2 separate regions of the Oryctolagus cuniculus genome follow, and region 1 is linked to region 2. Evidence: chromatin contacts called from public Micro-C data. All regions are on one chromosome and are shown on one strand. The core of a region is the stretch at or near the end of the contact, and the rest is flanking DNA. Distances in the headings are between cores, read along the strand shown.

What was found. A called contact is a pair of places that touch in the nucleus more often than the background predicts.
Region 1: a Micro-C map of ear pinna shows a contact between it and region 2, with 4 times the contacts expected there. The contact joins the enhancer-like site here to the promoter of CHEK2 in region 2. A contact is called at or near these places in 2 of 6 Hi-C or Micro-C datasets (ear pinna and an unstated tissue).

The regions. Positions count from the first base shown.
Region 1 is chr21:22,280,086-22,284,914 of mOryCun1.1, forward strand. No RefSeq gene overlaps it. Among named protein-coding and RNA genes, the nearest start is that of XBP1, 42 kb to the left of the region's middle. Within about 2 kb of position 2,031, at least 4 of the 8 cell types and tissues checked have an H3K27ac peak or open chromatin away from gene starts, as enhancers often do. A contact at or near this core is called in ear pinna, where this site is marked.
Region 2 is chr21:22,178,022-22,182,975 of mOryCun1.1, forward strand. It overlaps CHEK2 (checkpoint kinase 2), which reads right to left and starts at 1,266. Exons shown (of 16, transcript XR_007911928.2): 1 at 1,137-1,266. HSCB (HscB mitochondrial iron-sulfur cluster cochaperone) reads left to right here and starts at 1,459. Exons shown (of 7, transcript XR_519822.4): 1 at 1,459-1,694; 2 at 2,991-3,087; 3 at 4,705-4,794.

The sequences.
Region 1 (4,829 bases), core at 781-3,280, 100 kb after region 2:
TCTCTCTCTCTCTCTCTCTCTCTCTCTCTCTCTCTCTCTCTCTCATTTTTCTCCTGTTAGGCCCCTGGGAACCAAGAGGCCAAAGTTAGTGATGGCGCCTCAAAGAGCTGCAGGGCCATCTAGTGGCCAGTTGTCCTCACTGCACATACAGAAGATTCTATACAACAGTTGCCCAAAAATGGTTCACCTGGCACCCAGGATTTCCCCCACGAGGAATAACTTTTGGCTTTTTTTGAAATAGTTGAAACTCACAGCCTCTGGACTTTAAAGATCATCTCACTATAAATCTGAAGATTGAGTGTACAGCCACTCAACAGGGATTCCTCACGGGCACGCCATGTACACTCCCTGACCCTTGCTTTCTTCCTCATAGTGGAGTTGATTACACTGGACAGGATTGTTATGAAAATGAGGAAACGTGTACATGCCATGCGTTGGCCAGTGATCCTGATGTGGAAGCTTCTAGAAATATGGTGTAGTCCAGGCCAGGGACAGGAACTCACCCACATAGGCTAAAGTAAAATGTTCACTATAATGAGCCTGAAAAACATCTCAGAAAACCTTTGGGTCTTCTCAGTGCTGTTTTTGTTTGATAGTTTAGGGCATTTGCTGTGCAGAGATTATGCACATTGCTTCTAGATTGACTTCCGAGTATTTTCACTGAAATATGTATTTACTTACTTATTTGAGAGAGAGAGAACACTCCCAAGTACTGGTTCAATCTCCAAATGCCTGCAAAGCCTGAGTCTGGGCTGGGCCAAAGCTAGGAGCCAGGAACTCAACCTAGGACCTCCACATGGTCAGGAGCCTAGGAAGGAATCACCACTGCCTCCCAGGGTCTGCATTAGCAGGAAGCTGGAGTCAGGAACCGGAACTCGGAATCAAGCCCAGGTACTCCGAAATGGGAGTACCAGCATATTAACCACCAGGCCAAATGCTCACCCCTAGATATTTTTATTTTAATGCTCTATACAGGGTAATGTTTTATGATTTATTTTATAATTGGTGCTTGTATGTAAAAGTACATTTAAAAAAAAAGATTTTATTTATCTATTTGAGAAGTAGAGCTACAGATAGAGAGAGACAGAAACAGAGGGAAAGAACTTCTGTCTGCTGGTTCACTCCCCAGATGGCCACAATGGCCAGAGCTGGGACGATCCGAAGCCAGGACTGCTTTTCCCAGGTCTCCCATGCAGGTGCAGGGGTCCAAACACCTGGCCCATCTTCTACTGCTTTCCTGGGCCATAGCAGAGAGCTGGATCAGAAGAGGAGCAGCTGGAACTAGAACTGGCACCCATATGGGATGCCGGCACTGCAGGCAGAGGATTAACCTACTGCACCACAGCGCGAGTCCCTAAAGTACGTTTTTTATATTGACCCTATTGAAGGTACTTTAATAAGTTCATGGAAAATGAATGTTATGAAAAATCATGCATGTATTTTAAAAAATACACCAAGATAAACTTAACCTGTTCATTCTATTTGCTATGAACTTTTTGAAGTACCCTGGTATCCAGCAAAGTTTCTAAATTAATTTATTTAATAGTTTATTTTTTAGGTTCATGTGGACTGTCTGTATGCACAATCACTTCCTCATTATATAATGGCAGTATTTCTTTTTGTCCAAACCCAATGCCTTTATTATTGCCTCATTGCATGGCCTAGCGTCCCCAGGATAATGATGAAGAGAACTCTTGTTCCCCATCCCAGAATAGCATCCAGATTTTCCATGAAGCGTGCTGGCTGCTGTTTCCGGGGTGGACACTGTCGTCTGCACGGTGATGCCATTGTCTCTCTGGGGTGAACACTGTTGGTGCCTTTCCCAGCCCTCCTTCTCACAGTGCCTCCGCTCCCCCAGAAGCTCTGGGAGTTGGCCGCTGAAAGCTCACGGCTACCTCCTTCTTTGGAGGAGTCTCTGCTTAGGGGAGCGGCTTGGCCAGGAGATGCCTGCGAGGTTACACAAACAGTCAGGGTGGCCCGCAGCCAGTGGCTGACTAATGGGGTGGGGACCGGCTCCCAGTTCTCAAGGCGGGACAGACTCTGCAATGTTTATAGCGCTCGCTGTGGGAGCCGACTGCGGTAGGACCTGTCCCGAAAAACCCTTATTTGCTTGCCTTTCCCCCATCCCGCTTCCTCACTTCCTCAAGGTTCCTCCCTGGGGGTTTCCCTCAGTAAACCGGGAGATCCGGGATCCCTACCTCCGGCTCTGAGGAATCTGCTGTGGGTTGGATGGAGTTTATCCCCCAAAGATCCACGAGCTGCCAGCTCGGTGCATGCTGGGCGGTGATGCCTAGTGGGGGAGGGACCTCTGAGGGTCGAGACCAGAGCAGCTCTCACGGGACTCCTGTTAGTTCTCCTGAGAATGGATTGTTGCAAGGTGAGGTCGCTCCCACGTGCCTGGCCCCTTCTACACCAAGCGGCTTCTGTGTTTGCTCCTCTACTCTGTCGGGACGTAGCCAAAGGAACCCTCGCCAGAGGCCAACCAATGGGGTTGTCAAATTCTGGACTTTCATCCCCAACACTGTGAGCTCAGTAAGGCCCTTTCCTTTATAAAGGATTCAGCCTTGCGCTTTGTTACAGCCTCATGAAACGGACGAGGACGACCTCCAAGAAGGAGCTCCCTCTGTCGGGACTGCCTGAGCCATCTGCAGGAGGGGGAGGGGGACGGTCACAGGTGGGCAGCCACAGAGGAGACGGAGGTGATGGCGTGGTCAGAGTGGGGGCTGCCAAGGAGAGACCTCAGGAAATCAGTAGGAGGGCAGGTGCTTGGGGCAGCAGCTAAGACACCACTCGGAATGCCTGCACCCCATATCAGGCTGTCTGGGTTCAAGTCTTGCTTCACTTCCAATTCCAGCTCCCTGCTAATATGCACTCTGGGATGCAGTAGGTGATAACTCAAGTATCTGGTTCCCTGCCCTGGTCATGACGTGAGGGGTCTGGATTGAGTTCCTGGCTCCTGGCTTCAGCCTGGCCCAGTGGTGGCTTTTGCTGGCTTTTGTGGGGAATGGATAAGTCTCTGTCTCTGCCTCAGTTTCAGTCTCTCTCTCCTCTGTGCGCGCGTGTGTATGTGTGTCTGTTTTTCAAATAGAATGAAAATAAACATTTCTTTAAAGTTGGGCACTCAATCCAGATCTCCCACAAGGGCGGCAAGAACCCAGTCACGTGAGCCATCACCTGCGGCCTCCCAGGGTCTACACAACCGGAAGCTGGGGCGAGGAGCCAGAGTGAGGAATCCGATCCAGGTACTCTAACATAGGATGCACACATTTCAACTGGCATCCTAATTGCTAAACTAAACACCTGCCCCACCTCTCATATTTTTCAATTGAATTGAAATTCTCTAGGAAGCCAGCGCTGTGGCACAGCAGGTTAACACCCTGGCCTGAAGCGCCAGCATCCCATATGGGCGCCGGTTCAAGACCCGGCTGCTCCACTTCCGATCCAGCTCTCTGCTGTGGCCTGGGAAAGCAATAGAAGGTGGCCCGAGGCCTTGAATCCCTGCACCCATGTGGGAGACCTGGAAGAAGCTCTTGGCTCTTGGCTTTGGATCGGCATAGCTCCAGCAGTTGCGGCCAATTGGGAATGAACCACCAGATGGAAGACTTCTCTGCCTCTCCTCTCTCTCTGCGTAACTCTGACTTTCAAATAAATTAATTAATTTAAAAAAAAAGAAGAAGAAATTCTCGGTTACAGTAAAAGGAAGCCACAGAGCGCTCTTTGGGCGGATTTCTCTGGAGGTTCCTTGTGCCTTTGTGCCTGCTCTCATTCACCTGAGCTGTCAGCTAAAGCTCTCTGCTTCTCATGGACTCCCCTTTCAGACTGATTCACCTTCCAGAAATGAGGGTGAGGTCTTCTGGCCAGTGAAAGTGCAGACAACTTCCTCACAGCACTCTATACATGTTTGTTGCGATCACTGATCAAAGTACTTTTTAAAAAAAGTGAACTTGGGGCCGGCACCAAGGTGCAGTAGGTTAATCCTCCGCCTGCAGCGCCGGCATCCCATATGGGCACTAGTTCTAGTCCTAGTTGCTCCTCTTTCCATCCAGCTCTCTGCTGTGGCCTGGGAAAGCAGTAGAAGATGGCCCAAGTCCTTGGGCCCCTGCACCTGTATGGGAGACCAGGAAGACACTCCTGGCTCCTGGCTTTGGATCAGTGTAGCTCTGGCCATTGCAGCCATCTGGGAAGTGAACCAACGGAAGGAAGACCTTTCTGTCTCTCTCTCACACTGTCTATAACTCTACCTTTCAAGTAAATTAATAAAATCTTAAAAAAAAGTGAACTTAACTTTTAGAACAGTTTTAATATGCAAAGAAAAGCTGCAAAGTGAATACAAAGATTCCCAGATAGGCCACATTCAGCCTTTTCCTTTATTAACATCTTTCATTAGCGTGGGGCATTTGTTATAATGACTGAACCACAGTCGGTACATTATCATTAACTGAGGTCCATTCTTTATCCAGATTCTCCGAGTTTTTACCTTGGGTCCTTGTTACTCTTCCCTCCAGGAATACCACATTGCCCTTAGCTTCCTCTAGGCCATGACAAGCTTCTCAAATCCCTTCTTTGTGATGACCTTGATGGCTTTGAGGCATGTTGGTCAGACAGATATATTTTTTAAAGCTTTATTTATTTTACTTGAAAGTCAGAATTACACAGAGAGAGAAGGAGAGAGAGAGAGAGAGAGAGGTCTTCCATCTGATGGGTCACTCCCCAATTGGCCACAACAGCCGGAGCTGTGCCGATCCGAAGCCAGGAGCCAGGAGCCAGGAGCTTCTTCCAGGTCTCCCACGTGGGTGCAGGGGCCCTAGGACTTGGGCCATCTTCTACTG
Region 2 (4,954 bases), core at 16-2,515:
CGCCGTGGCTCACTTGGTAAATCCTCTGCCTGCGGCACCAGCATCCCATATGGGCGTCGGGTTCTAGTCCTAGTTGCTCCTCTTCCAGTCTAGCTCTCTGCTGTGGCCCGGGAGGGCAGTGGAGGATGGCCCAAGTGCTTGGGCCCTGCACCCGCATGGGAGACCAGGAGGAAGCACCTGGCTCCTGGCTTTGGATCAGCATAGCTCTGGCCATAGGCACCATTTAGGGGGTGAACCAACGGAAGGAAGACCTTTCTCTCTGTCTCTCTCACTAACTCTGTCAAATTAAAAAAAAAAAAAAATTACCAAAGTCCTATTGTGTGATCCTTAAAACACACCTGACCTGCTGATCTAAAACGGTCAGCCAGGCTGGGTCCCCGACTCCCCCACCCCAACGAGCGGGGAGAGTGTGCCAAGAGGTAGCTTTAAGAGGCTAGAGGCCAGCAGGCCTGAGCTCAGGCACTGGAGTCGAACTTCTGCACGATCTTATGCCTCGGCCTCTCTGGACCCACTTCCTCATCTGGAAAAAAAGCACCCAGACCAGAGCTCTCAACGCGCCAGTGCGTGTAATGCTCCTCCTAGGGTAATGGTTGCTAACTGGGAGCAGAGGAGTGAGTGAGGGGACAAAGTGGCAGCAGGAAAGCTCCAGGGCTGTGAGCAGAAGTCCAGTCCCAGACAATCTGAGAGGCTTACAAGGGCCACACAAACGCGTGGTCACGGCACCCCAGTATGTCCGTGTGGCCATTCGCAGGGACTTGCTCCAGCCCGGTCAGTGTGTGTCCAGGTCCTGCGGTGCCCAGCAGCCAAGCCTGGGTTCGCCATCAATAGCTTAGAGATCGCCTCTAAAGAACTGTTCATAATTGCTATCGGTCACGGACCTCTTTACAAAGCAGCGCTGCTGTGACAGTGACGAGCACAACTCTGTTCCCTGCGGTCCTGGCCTATTTAAATGTATAAATAACGAGGAGGGAAGTGAAGTTAAACATTATCTAAGGAAGAAAGCCGCCCACGCAGTCCGCCGCCGGCTCAGAAGTCCAGACGAAGCGGAAGCTTGAGAGACTCTGCTCGCCAAAGACCCTGGAGAACGAGATTCGATCCCCCAAACACCCAAGAAGAGCTCCCCCACTATGACTCACCGCGTGAGCCCACTTGCAGCCGCACACTCTCCACAGGCGCAGCCAGCAGAGTGGCGCTAAACCTGAAGATACAAACTCCGCCCTCAGCCAATCAAAACGCTCTCCGCCGCCGCCAGACCAATGAGGAGCGGCGGATGTGACCGCCACGCGTAGGCTCAATGCTTGCCGGGAGTTGTAGTTTAAGAGGCAGAGCGGAACACAGTCTCTGGGGCTCACTGCAGTGATCCCGCCCCCGCAGCTCCTCAGCCAATCGGCAGCTTCAGGCTCGTCGACAGTGTTCTCCGCTTATTCCCCACCGGTGGGGAGACCGGCCGCGGGCCAGATGTGGAGCGGGAGGTCCCGGGCCTTGCTCCGGGTGTGGGAGTTGTGGCCGGCAGGGGTTCCCGGAAGGAGACTGTTAAGCTGCAATGCTGCGTCGCAGGCGAGAAGTAATTCGCCCGGATGTTGGAACTGCGGTGTACCGGGGGCCCCTGGGCTGGGGGACGGGTTCTTCTGCCCGCAGTGCCGCGCGCTGCAGCCACCTGACCGAGCTCGAGACTACTTCAGCCTCATGGATTGGTACGGGAGGCGGTTTTGGGAAATGCATGGCGGAGAGAGGCGCCAGGGGCTGGCCTGCGAGCGTGGAGGGCGGGCCAGGCGTGGGAAGGACAGGACGGGACCGGGAAGACCGGTGGGCGGAGCCCGGAAAGTGGGGTTTGTGGGGTGTCCTGAGAGAGAGGAAGGGGCGTTGAGGGGTGGAGCCGGAGTGGGCAGGGGGCTGGATGGGCGGGGACGGGGAGGCGACGGGGTGGGGGGAGACCCTGGGGCGGCCCCTGCGGGAGAGGGAAGCGGGCGAGGGGCGGATCTTGGGGGCGGGGAGACCTGAGGGGAAGCTGGGGTGGGACGTGTAGGTGAGGAGTGGGCGGAGAACTTCACATCGTGGGCAAGGCCTAGGGGGAACGTGGATCTTGGAAGAAGAGGGTTTTCCGCCCTGGGGGTGGGGAGATGTGGGCACAGCTGAGCTGGTGAGGAAATAGGGCCGGCTCTGGGAGTAGAAAGCCGAAGGGATTTGGATTAAAAAGGAGCCAGGGACGAAGGTCCCCGGGCTTTAGAAGAACAGGGTGGGGTTTGGGGATGCCTGGTCACCCTCCTCTGGGATCTACCGCCACCGGTCACTGAGTGCTTAGGATGGGCCGTAGCAGCACTGCCCTCGAAGTTCCTCGGCCTGCGACTATACTTGCCCGCCCGGGTCTTTGCGCTTGGGTGTCGCTCCCCTGATCTCGGATTACTCATCATCATCCTCATCATCATCATCGTGTTCAGGTTGAGGCTCAGCTCAGAGGGCCCTGGCGTCTACCACCCTTGCTGACCCCCTGTTCTTTTCCCTTTTAGCACTTAGCTTTTTTTTTTTTTTTTTTTTTTTTTTTGACAGGCAGAGTGGACAGTGAGAGAGAGAGACAGAGAGAAAGGTCTTCCTTTGCCGTTGGTTCACCCTCCAATGGCCGCCACGGCCGGCGCAGCGCACTGATCCAAAGCCGGGAGCCAGGTGCTTCTCCTGGTCTCCTATGGGGTGCAGGGCCCAAGCACTTGGGCCATCCTCCACTGCACTCCCGGGCCACAGCAGAGAGCTGGCCTGGAAGAGGGGCAACCCGGACAGAATCCGGCGCCCCAACCGGGACTAGAACCCGGTGTGCCGGCGCCGCAAGGTGGAGGATTAGCCTAGTGAGCCTCGGCGCCGGCTGAGCACTTAGCTATTTTTAAAGTGATCTCCATCTCTGCGCTTCTTGCATTTTCCCCCAAGAGCAGGAACCAGGCCAACAGGAGAGAAATCTATCATTTTGTGTTGTGTGGATTTCATCTCCAATTTCCTTCCAGCAACCGTTCCTTCAGAGTTGATACCACGAAGCTCCAGCGCAGGTACCAGGAGCTGCAGCGACTTGTCCACCCAGATTTCTTCAGCCAGAGGTCTCAGGTAGCTCATTGGACATCTCCAGTGATCCCCAAACAAGTGTGCACACAGGATGGGTGGCAGTGACCTGTGGTTATTCAGTTTACAGGGATAGAGCTGAACAAACAGTTCCACTCTGTGGCAGCTTGACCCAGCCAGCTAAGCCCCTGGAGCTGTCACTCAGAACTTTTTTTCTGACTTCCCAACCAACTTAGAACCCATCAGTGGAAAATAAAGATACCTGATCTGACCCCCCCTCCAATGGCCGCTGCGGCCGGCGCACCGCACTGATCCGAAGGCAGGAGCCAGGTGCTTCTCCTGGTCTCCCATGGGGTGCAGGGCCCAAGCACTTGGGCCATCCTCCACTGCACTCCCGGGCCACAGCAGAGAGCTGGCCTGGAAGAGGGGCAACCGGGACAGAATCCGGCGCCCCGACCGGTACAAGAACCCAGTGTGCCGGCGCCACAGGCGGAGGATTAGCCTAGTGAGCCGCGGCACCAGCCACCTGATCTGACCCCAATTATTTTTTTTAACATTTAGTTAATATTCCTTTTTTCTCTCTCTCTTTTTAAGGATGTATTTATTTATTTATTTCACAGACAAAGTTATAGAGAGAGGAAGAGACAGAGATAGCTTCCCTCTGCAGATTCACTCCCTAAATGGTTATAACGGCCAGGGCTTTGCCGGCCAAATCCAAGAGCGAGGATCTTCTTCCGGGTCTCCCACATGGGCGCAGGGACCCAAACATTTGGGCCATCCTCCACTGCTTTGTCCAGGCACATTAGCAGGGACCTGGATCAGAAATGGATCAGGGGCTGGCACGGTGGCATAACATGCTGATGGCCAGGCACCTAAGTAAACAAAAAACTGGAACTGCTTTTGGGGGCTGACATGTGGCGTAGGGGGTTACGGTGCTGCCTGCCATGACAGCATCCCATGTAGGTGCCAGTTCAAGTCCTGGCTGGTCCATTTCTTTTCTTTTTCTTTCTTTCAAGATTTATTTAATTATTTGAAAGTCAGAGATATGCAAAGAGAGGTCTTCCATCTGCTGGATCACTCCCCAATTGGCCGCAACAGCTGGAGCTGCGCTGATCTGAAGCCAGGAGCTTCTTCGGGCCTGCAGTGCCGGCATCCCATATAGGCGCTGATTCAAGCCCCAGCTGCTCCACTTCCGATCCAGCTCTGTGCTGTGGCCTGGGAAAGTAGTAGAAGATGGCCCAAGTCCTTGGGCCCCAGCACCTGCATGGGAGGCCCGGAAGAAGATCAGTGGAAGAAGATCAGCGCAGCTCCAGCTGTTGTGGCCAGTTGGGGAGTGATCCAGCAGATGGAAGACCTCTCCCTCTCTCTCTGCGTAAATCTGACTCTCAAATAATTTAAAAAATCTTAAAAAAAAAAAAAAAAAAAAAAAACAAAGAAAAGAAAAAAGAAAAAAATGGAGCAGCCAGGACTTGAACTGGCACCCACATGGGATGCCGTCATTGCAGGCAGCACCTTAACGCCCTACGCCACATGTCAGCCCCTAACAGCAGCTTTAGTTTTTTGCTTACTTAGGTGCCTGGCCATCAGCATGTTATAAACATGTGTGAACGTTAAGAAGGCTGATTTGGAAGGTAATAAGGCTGTCTTCATCCCCATTAACAGACCGAAAAGGACTTCTCGGAGAAGCATTCGACCCTGGTGAATGATGCCTATAAGACCCTTCTGGCCCCGCTGAGCAGGGGACTATACCTTGTAAGGTGATTTCCCAGCCCTTAAATGTGTGACTCTGGTGCCAAGTGTGTAGACAACTGTCTCTCTGTATTCAGTAGAATTGTACGTGAGATCTGAGCTCATTCAGGAACCCAGTGCTGTTTGTCTTTTTTTTTTTTTTTTTTTTTTTTTTTTTTTTTTG